Regions from separate parts of the Mus musculus genome. Here region 1 is linked to region 2. Evidence: chromatin contacts called from public HiChIP or PLAC-seq data. All regions are on one chromosome and are shown on one strand. The core of a region is the stretch at or near the end of the contact, and the rest is flanking DNA. Distances in the headings are between cores, read along the strand shown. Region 1 has its middle 28 kb from the start of Gm24154. Region 2 overlaps Dkk3 (dickkopf WNT signaling pathway inhibitor 3).

What was found. HiChIP or PLAC-seq counts read pairs in DNA pulled down with a chosen protein or histone mark.
Region 1: a contact with region 2 is called in a FOXA1 HiChIP or PLAC-seq map of pancreatic cancer cells. The contact joins two enhancer-like sites.

What each region holds. Positions count from the first base shown.
Region 1 is chr7:112,643,212-112,648,460 of GRCm38.p6, forward strand. No RefSeq gene overlaps it. Among named protein-coding and RNA genes, the nearest start is that of Gm24154, 28 kb to the left of the region's middle. Within about 2 kb of position 2,705, at least 59 of the 459 cell types and tissues checked have an H3K27ac peak or open chromatin away from gene starts, as enhancers often do. A contact at or near this core is called in pancreatic cancer cells, where this site is marked.
Region 2 is chr7:112,135,432-112,140,691 of GRCm38.p6, forward strand. The region is part of intron 4 of Dkk3 (dickkopf WNT signaling pathway inhibitor 3); the gene reads right to left. Among named protein-coding and RNA genes, the nearest start is that of Dkk3, 21 kb to the right of the region's middle. Within about 2 kb of position 2,975, at least 58 of the 459 cell types and tissues checked have an H3K27ac peak or open chromatin away from gene starts, as enhancers often do. A contact at or near this core is called in pancreatic cancer cells, where this site is marked.

The DNA.
Region 1 (5,249 bases), core at 1,455-3,954, 510 kb after region 2:
CCCAGAAGGAGGCCTACGTGCATATGGTAAATTTGGTAGGTTGTTTGTTTGTTAAGATATAGTACTGTAAATAAATAAATAAATAAATAAATAAATAAATAAATAAATAAATAAAAAGATTGGGTGCTGTTGTGTACCCTTGGCTGGCCTAGTTTGAGGCCAGCCTAGCCTCAAACTAGATATGCCTACCTCTACTTACCAAGAGCTGGGATTAAAGGTGTGTGCCACTACACCGAGCCTGAAAAGGCCTTATTTATATATTTTCATTGTTTTAAAGATTTATTTATTTTATTTATATGAGTACAGTGTAGTTGTCTTTAGACACACCAAAAGATGCATCAAATCCCATTACAGATGTTTGCAAGCCACCATGTGGTTGCTGGGAATTGAACTCAGGATCTCTGGAAGAGCAGTCACTGCTCTTAACCACTGAGCCATCTTTCCAGCCTGAAAAGGCCTTTTTAAATAGGAAAGAAATATAATATAGGAGACAAATGGCTGACCGGTGATGAGACAAATTGGGCTCCTGTCCTGCCTGGTATCTCAGTGATGTGACCTCAACAGATTACAGTCACTTGCCCTCTCCATCCTGAATTTCCCTGCTGTGCACTAAGGGTCTGCCTGGAGCAAAGTACATTTACATAGCGGCATTCCTGCATAGGTTCAGTATGCAGTACTTGACAGGTTTCCAATAATGCTATTTGTCTCTATGTAGCTCCATCAAAAGAAAGAAAGAACAGGAAAGTTGTGGTATTTCTGAGAGATGTTCAGGCAGCATCCAAAGAGTCTAGGAGTAATTATGGCCCTGAGTGACAGATATGGCCCACAGACAGTACTTTCTTGCCTGGATGATCAGACAAAACACAGGAAACTGTGGCTTGGCAGTGGTTCTTAGATAAAAAGAAGGCTTGCAGAGCAAACCACCAGGCAAGTGTCAGGGAGAGCTCAAAGGACAAGGGCTGAGGCAGAAGAAACAGCAAAGCTGTGGGTAAGAACTTCCATGATTGACAATGTCTGTAGGTGACAAATAATTGCCGTGATCAGAGCAAGAGAGGCTTTTAATTTCGGAGACCTAGGGATCGCCCATGCCAACTTGTCCATGTGCTTGCTCCATCCTTGGCAGGATGTGCTGGCTCAGTGTACGCCTGTCTCCCTTTCCCTAACCCCAGGATCAAGACAGTCCAGCTTTCAGGATGTAACCGCTAGCACTCAGAACAGCCTTCCTCGCAAACCTGTGCAAACCTTAAAGAATGGGTTCTGAAACTCTAGGACTTGTGTGAATGCCTGACCCAGATATAGGCACAGGCTCACTGAGCTCAAAGCCAGCCTTCTGGGGACAGGTCCAGACTGTTCCAGAACGTTCCTTCAGCAAGCGGTCTAGGAACACTGTGGCCCCATAACTGCTGCTCAGGTGGATTACGACTTAAGATTGAGTAGGATCAGAAAAGTCTTTGGCCCCCTCAGCCCCATTCATCAACCCTTTCCTCTGGAGGTTCTGGGTTTCTGTCCCCCATCCCCCACTGTTTATCTTCCAGGCCCTGGAATCACCCAAGCAGAGAGGAGTGTTTTCCCCTGGGGAAGGATTGCATCACGGACTGGGAACGTTCTGTGAAGTGTTTGTTCTACTTAGGTTTAGGAAATATGGGTGGCTGCCACCCAGTGTTCTTGGCCCCCTCTCCTCCATCAGAGCCTAGGTGATGTCCTGACCCAGTTGGCGCTGCATGTGTCTTCAGAGCAGCCACTAGGGGGAGTCGTCCCAGGAGCTGGCGGGAATGGAGGGCTGGAGGCGGGTCTTGACATTGTCTTAGGTTAGCACCTAAAATGATTGTGATTATGCTAAATAGACCAGCATTTGGAGAATGTTGTGGAGAGGGAAAAACAGTTGAAACAAATGGGCAAAGGAACATTCGCATATTTCCACATGACCTGGCTGGGTTTTCCCTGGTGGTCTTCTCGTACAGACCCGTTTCCTACACACAGAGTTAAAGTCAGTCCAGATTTTTCCCAGTCATGAGAACCTAGATGTACCTCACCAAATGAAGGCTTAGGAAAGCATTTATTGGCTCCTTTCCATTTTGTTCAGCGAAACAGCATCACATTGACATTAGAGCTGGAGAGATGACTAACTGGTTAAATGCTTGCCGCTTTTCTAGAGGACCTAAGTTTAATCCCCAGCACCCAGATGGGGCAGCTTACAACAGCCTATCACCAGCTCCAGGCATCTAATGCCCTCTGCTGGCCTCTGTGGGCACCTATACACATGTGTATGGCCAGCTCACACATACACACACACACACACACACACACACACACACCTAAACCAAAAAAAAAAAAAAAAAATCTTAAAAAAAAATCTCAGTTATATAAAGGGCTTGTTAATACATTTTTTAGATTAAAAATAGAGGCCACCAAGATGTCTCAGTGGGTAAAGCACTTGCCACCAAGCCTAGCCCCTCCATGTCCTTCCAGACCACTCAGAAGCTCTGAGTGAGGGGTCTCCACTCCTCCAATAAAGAGACCTATGCAACAGTCCCCTCTCTTTAACTCGGCTCTGAGGCTCAGAGTTGCTTCTTGATGCTTTTATTCTTCTTTTGAAAGCCAGGGTTCCTCTTTAAAAACCTGGGTCCTTCCATTTACCCAGCATCTCCCTCCCTTCCACCCTCTCAACCAACCCCAGGAATTACATGACTCATAATGACTAAAACTCAGACAACATAACTGCAGCCATAGAAGGTGGATCTAGTGAGTGCTTTTCCGTTCTCACTATTGTTAATTATCCATGTAAGATTCAATTGCTGCTAAGTAAACAGAACTCAAAATACTAAAGCCAACAGAAGTGTTTATTGAGTCATGTAACTGAAAACTTCAATGATGTATCTGCAGGTGCAGAGAGATCCAGGTGTTAACTGATGCCTGGAGCCTGCCTCTGCCTCCAAAGTGCTGGGATTAAAGGCCTGAGCCACCACACCCAACCCTTAGGAGCCATTTTATTTTTTTAACCATAGCAAAAGTAATATAAAAAATACCAAATAGCCAGGTATGACTTTAATCCCAGCACTCAGAAGACAAGAAGGATGCCTGAGTTCAAAGCCAGCCTGGTCTATGTAGTGAGTTCCAGGACAGTCAAGGCTACACAGAAAAATCCTGTCTCAAAAAAAAAAAAAAAAAAAAAAAGCAAAAAACCCAACCCCCACAACCAACCAACCAAACCACAAAAGAAAAAAAAAACAAAAAACAAAATAAAAAAGTATATCAAATATATAGCAATGAGACATGTAAGATTTTTTAAAAGATTTATGTATGTATGTATGTATGTATGTATTTATATGAGTACACTGTTGCTGTCTTCAGACACACCAGAAGAGGGCGTCAGATCCATCAGATCCTATTACAGATGGTTATAAGCCACCATGTGGTTGCTGGGAATTGAACTCAGGACCTGTGGAAGAGCAGTCAGTGCTCTTAACCACTGAGCCATCTCTCCAGCCCCCAAGACATGTAAGATTTTTATACTGAGAAAAATATGCTACTAAGATAAATAAAAATCTAAGTAAATAAGAGGGGATATACCATGTTTATGAATAAAAAAAGGAACAGTAATTTTCTCCAAATCTATCTATAAGCTATGTGTAATCCTGATAAATTTTGTGTCAGCAATGTTTTTTTTTAGATTTATTTATTTATTATATGTAAGTATACTGTAGCTGTCTTCAGACACACCAGAAGAGGGAGTCAGATCTCGTTAGGGATGGTTGTAAGCCACCATGTGGTTGCTGGGATTTGAACTCAGGACCTTCGGAAGAGCAGTCGGGTGCTCTTACCTGCTGAGCCATCTCACCAGCCCCAGCAATGTTTTATGAATAGAAATTGACAAGTTGATCTAAAATGCATATAGGATATGCATTTTAAAATATGCATTTTAAAAATGCAAAAGTCAAGAAGAGTCAAATTCAGCTTGGGAAAAGAAAGGAAGAACAAAGTTAGGGCTGGGGATGAGGCTCCATTGGCAGAGTGCTTGGTAGCATATAGAAAGTCCTGGGTTCTGTGCTCCCAGAACTGCTTCCCGGGAGAAGCAGGAGGATCAGGAGTTCAAGACTATCTTCAGCTACATGGTGTGTTCAAGGGCAGTCTGGGTGGGATACAAGATATAGTATTCTGCCTCAAAAACGGGAGTGGGAGTGGGGGTGGGTTGGACGAATTATCCAGGCATCAACAAAACATTTAAAATAAAGTAAAGTTATGGAGCAATTACATTCCCAAACTGGAGCTGGAAAATGTCAGTGTAGAGGAGAAGGACATTGTGTAGAAATGTCCCTTCCTGCTCTTGTTCCTCACCATCCAGAAAACCTCAGCGCTACAATGAGGGCCTTGTTGAACAAAAAATGAAAACACTGGGTGCTTGCGAAATATTTGCTGACTTGACTTTAATCACCCAGTTCTGTTTGTAGTTTTTTTAATAACAAATATTACCTCATCAAATGACTAAGAATTTCCCGTATGCATCCTTTAGTGACTTGGGGAAGTGGGCAGATACTAACAATTGGATTCTGGAAGAGTGACGTTTCTTTTTTTCTTCCTTACCTTTTTCTTTCTTTCTTTCCTTTCTCTTTCTTTACTTTTTCTTTCTTTACTTCCTTTCATCTTTCTTTCTTTTTCTATTTCATATATACATACACATACATGCATACATAAATACATATATATATTTTTAGTCATATGCCCATATCCCCTATCTTAGGGTTCTATTGCTGTGAAGAGATACCATGACCACAGCAACTCTTATATAGGAAGACATTTAATTGGAGCTGACTTACAGTTTCAGAGGTTTAGTTCATTATCATGATGACAAGACATGGCAGCATGCAAGCAGAAATGGTGCTGTAGAAGGAGCTGAGAGTGCTACATCTTGATCCACAGGTAGCAAGACACTGTGTCACACTGGCCAGATATGAGTTTATAAGATGTCAAAGCCCACCCCCACCCCCCCACCCCCCCGCAGTGAAACACTTCCTCCAACAAGGTCACACCTACTCCAACAAGGCCGTACTTTTTTTTTTTTTAAAGGCTGTACTTTTTAATAGTGCCACTCCTTATAGTTCAAGCATTTAAACATATGAGACTATGGGGTCCATACCTATTCAAACCACCACATCCGCCATTATTATCCCTTCTCCCCTTCTCCCTCCCTTCCACTTTACCCCTTTCCTCCCAACAAGCTACTCTTGTACGACGACATTCTTTCATGTACG
Region 2 (5,260 bases), core at 1,725-4,224:
GAAAATTATTTCCTCTGTACTTTATGAACTTTTGTTGTCCCTAGCCAGAACTCCCAGGAAGTTTCTGCCTCAGTCTTCAGTGTCTCCCTCAGTATCGGGCACCCCCCCTCCTTGCCCCCAATCCTTGGTGGCATGACACTCCCAGACCTGCCTCTGTAACAGGAAACCCCAGGCTTATCACAGCCTGAACTAACCAGAAATGACGTTCCAAGTCTGATCATGTTGCATCCTGAAGAAAGTATACAACCCCCATCTCTGTACCTCATCAATAAATGGGGCGTTTGCACCCCAAGTGGGATGAGAAGTGAGTCACAAATACAAATTTTTCACTCTCCTGTCAGCAGCTGCTTGTAGTGTTATCTTAGCTCAATTATTGAAATATCTGTGCGCATGAGAAAATCATTCTACAATATATTAGTAGTGTCTGCCCCAGGGTGTGGTATGACAGAGTTCCGCCCTATTCACTTCCATTACATCTTCTTCTGTTTGTCTTGTTTTGGGGCAGGGTCACAAATAGCACAGGCTGGCTTCAAATTTACCATGTAGCCAAGGATGGTCTTGAATCCCCTGTCCTTTTTCCCCATCTCCTGAGTGTTAGGACCACAAGCATACATCACTTCACCTGGTCCTTACAGTGCTGGGAATCGAACCCAGGGTTCTGGGCATGCGTGGTGAGCAGTTTGCCAACTGAACCACACTCACAGCCCTTCGTTCCTTAAAGAACTTGAAGTGACCCCAACAGGCCCTGTGAATTCTCCGACTTAAAGCGACCAGACCCTGTGAAGTGCTCCGTTTTCTTTGGCCCAGGACCTGTCTGCACACATACAGTTTTTCATCTGTTTGGTCTGGCACCTTGGTCACTGTTACCTCTTAGAAACTCAGAGTCACTGACTTAGAAGTAACCTTAGAGCAAAGTAAACACTATTCCTGATTTATCACATGCATCCTCTGTAATCGACTGCTTTCCTACCCCGAGAAGCCAAAATATTAAGTCAGAAGAAAATATTTACACTTATTCCACCTCTTACTGGGGGTGGGGGTGTGCTATGTAACCCAGCCTGTCCTCCAACTCCTGGTCCCCAGCTGCCGGTACCCAGCACTGGAATCACAGGTGTGTGGCTGTGCTCATTGCTTCAATCCCTTCTCGGGCTGTCAGTGCGTGCCCTTCCCACTGAGCATCGACAATGGCCACACAGCAGAGCTTCTGACCACAGTCGTCCATGTTCCAAATCCTACTGTACTGTGCTATTCTGCAATGCACCCCAGTGTCTTATTCCTACTCTGTGATGCAGAAGTGACAGCAGGTCTAGAGAGAGTGGTGAGGTCTGTGGCTTTATCTCCATTCATCATTTCCGGCCCTTGCTGGGGAGGTGACCAGAGAAGCAGCATTCTGCCTCATGTGGGGCACCAGCTCTGCTTGTCCAACTGTGGCCCCCTGTCATTCCTCAAAGGTGTTAACATGGCCTCTGCCCTGCTCACCCCATCCCAGCCATTCCCTTCCACTGACCCTGCACCCCACTCTGAAGGAAGAGCAGACATGACCTGGGCCTCCATTGGTTCCGTTTGGACCTATCTCCCAAGAAGCCTCTGGGACTCAAAGATAACCATGGGTAGCTTTGCACACACTAACTGGAGACCCCAGTCCGGGCTGAGAATGTGGGGCCAGTAGTGCTGGCTAGAAGAAGTATATAAGTTTTCTTCTGGGTCTTATACGTATATAAGCCCCAAGGCAGGGGCTGCCACGCTGCAGAGGCGACTTCTGGAATCAGAACAGGGAAAGTATTGCCTCATCCGAGGACACGAGAGACCAGGAGTTATTTGGGGTTTGGCTTTTATGTTGTTTCTTTTTGAGACAGGGTTTGCTACATACCCACAATTGGCTTCAAACTTGAAATCCTCCTGCCCCAGTGTGTGTATCTCGCAGTGCCTACAATGATGAGATTTGAGAGGGGGAATATATACTTGTGGCAGACACAGGTTCTGAAACCAAAAGTCACTGTGGGAGGTTATATTGCAGCCTTTCAACAAACCCCAAACCAAAAAGTCCTGTGAGAGGCTGAAGAGATTGCTTAGTGGTTAGGTCACTTCTAGAGGAACCAGGTAAGAGTCCTAGCATTCACATAATAGCCTACAACCTTCTATAACTCCAGTTCCAGGGGATCCAGTGCCCTCATCTAGCCACCTTAGGCACCAGGCAGGAGACTGGCACATAGACATACATGTAGGCAAAACACCCATATACATATTTAAAAAAAAAAAGAAAAGATCCCATATGCTGGGAATCCCACTCCTGAGTACACACCCACAAGAATTGAAAGCTGGGTCTGTTTTTTTTTTTTTTTTTTTTTATGGTGTGGGAGGACCAGACATTGACATACATTTCTCTTTCTTCATTATTCTTCACATTATTGTTTGAGATCGTGTCTCTCTGAACCGGCAGCTCACCATACCGTCTTAGGTAGACTGGCTGGCCAGTGAGAACCTGAGATCCACTTGTCCCCACCACTACCCCCGGAGGGCCAAAAACTGAAGGTTAACCTCAGCTATATAGCAAGTTTGAAACTAGTTTGGGCTGCATGAGATCAGGCCACTAAAAAATAGAAGCAAGCAAGCAAGCAAATACACAAAAACTCCACTGAAGAGATATGTTTGTTGGAGTCAGTAAAGACTTCAAAGCTCTATCCCTCCTGTTAGTATTGGTCCTGCCACCTACTAGCTTGGATTGTTTCTCTGTGCTTCCATTATTCCATCTGTAAAATGGGGGTCAATGATTATCATCCCTGGATGGCTACCATGCAGATGGTGGGAGGGGTACTAGAAACCTCTCACAAGGTACCTGGCACACAGTAGTCGATGTTAGCTTTCACTGTGTCGACTCTTCGCTGTCGTCATAATCACTAGGTATTATGGAACTCTTAGTCATTTCTCCACAGCTTGTATTTACCCTGGCTCGAAAGTGGCTGGGTTTGGGGAGGGGCTCCTTAATCTGATCACATCTGAGTCACGGTGACCGAATGAGGGGCCAGCCATGGGGAGAATGGCAGACCCTGCTTCTATTACATTTGTGATATTATTTTAAAAACAAAACAAGATGGGCCTACAGCTTTGTGGTTTTCAGAACCACGCCAAGGGCAAAGAAGGGCAAGACTCCACAGATCTGACAAACAGGATGCAAAGGCCGCTGGGTCAGTGCCTGGAAGAAGCACTAAGTTCCCCGGGCAGAAAGACAGCCACACGCCTGCACCAGACACTGTTTGGCCCCTACATGTGCAGAGGTCACAGAACTCATTGTGATCTCTGCAGCTAATGGCATTGGCCTAACCAGATTATTGGTACAATCAGTGTGAGTTATCTGTCCCATGCTCCACATTCAAGTAAAATGTTCCAGACTTCTAGGCCCAAAGCCAGGCTCTTGCAGGACACAGACTCTACAGCCTGACGGGGACTTGGGTTTTGAGCTTGAGCAAAGCTGCATTCTCAGAGATGATCTCTGCCACCCAAGCCGAGTCCTCCTGGCTCCCTGCTTGGGGAAATCATGTGATAGCTCATAAACGGAATACAGAAAGTGATAAAGCCTTGTGGACACAGAACATGCCTAATTCAGCATGTCTCCTGACTCCTTGGCTGGGTTCTCCAAGTCTCCTGACCCAATCCCCACCCCTTCCCAGCGTCAGCTGCTGTTCCTACCATGGCCTGGCATTCGAAATAAGTGTTCTGCAGTTCTTAAGGCTCTTGTCTTCTTGGCTTTGAACAAACAATGCTTTAGTGAGGAATGCCCCTCCCCCATGCAACTGATTCTCAGACACCCTTGCAAATACAGCCTAATCGCCGCCTCTTCCAGGAAGCCCATCAAGAATGCAAAGGGCTTGAGTCTCCCCTGCTTTCAAGATGAGAAGGAAGCCCTCCTGTCTTACACAAGACCCTGGGGTGGGAGAGGAAGGCTTTGTTTTGTTTTTTCTGTTTTTTGTTTGTTTGTTTGTTTGTTTGTTTTCTCAAGACAGGGTTTCTCTGTATAGCCCTGGCTGTCCTGGAGCTCACTTTGTAGACCAAGCTGGCCTCAAACTCAAAAATTTGCCTGCCTCTGCCTCCCGAGTGCTGGGATTAAAGGCGTGTGCCACCACGCCCGGCTAGACGAAGGCTTTGATGGCAGCTGCACAGAAGCAGTGTGAACCTACCGTCTGGCTCCCTAAGCTGCATGCACACATTGGGGAAATGCTACCTGTTGCACCTTATGCCTGAGGACCTGGAAACATAAAGAATAAAAGCTTTGGTGCTGGAGCACATCACCTTCTGATAGAGAGAGACCTTGCCTCCCTCCCACATCTTCAATACCCTAAAGTCTAGAACAACGGGGCAGTTAGTGTCTTGGCTTACAGAGCAAGCAGATTCCCTACCAACCCACCCAACAAATTCCTCTCAGGCTGCTCTACTTAGTTCAGTCTCTGCCTCAGAAACCATGTGGTATACACCCATATACTTGAGAGGCTGAGGCAGGAGTCTAGGACCAGACTTGGCTATGACAGCCATAGCAAGACCCTGTGTCACAGTGAAAGAAATTGGGCTGGAGAGGTGTCTCAGTGGTGAAGACCATATACTGCTCTTCCAGAAGATCTGAGTTCCATCCCCTGAACCCATACCAGGTAGTTCATAACTGCCTATAACAGCTCCAGGGGAACTGACACCCTTTTCAGGCCTCCTTTCACTCACGTGCATATAAACACAAATACACACACACACACACACACACACACACACACACACACATTAAATCCTAAAAAAGAAATAAACTATGCACTCATATTGTAATTACTTATTTGGTTGATTGGTTGGCTGGTTGGCTGGTTGATTGGTTGGTTGGTTGGCTGGTTGGTCGGTTGATTGGTTAGCTGGTTGGTCGGTTGATTGGTTGGTTGGCTGGTTGGTTGGACCTGGGTCCCTTTGATGTTAGACTCTTTTACACTTACCTGCCTGTAATACAATAGGCCAGCAGGAGGAAATGCTAGTGAATGAGTAGTGAATGAGATAAGTGACTAGCGCATGGATTGGAGATAGTCAAAATATAATAACAGGGTCTCATGTAGCTTAGGCTAGTCTTAAACTTACTGTGTAGCCAAGGATAACCCTAAACTCATGATCCTCTTGCTTCTACCTGCTGAATGCTGAAATAACCATTCCTAGCTAGAAGGAAATGTGAGAGACTCACTTTAACCTAAGGGGAAATTAAGACACAAAATCATTAAAACACTAATCAAAGTCACAC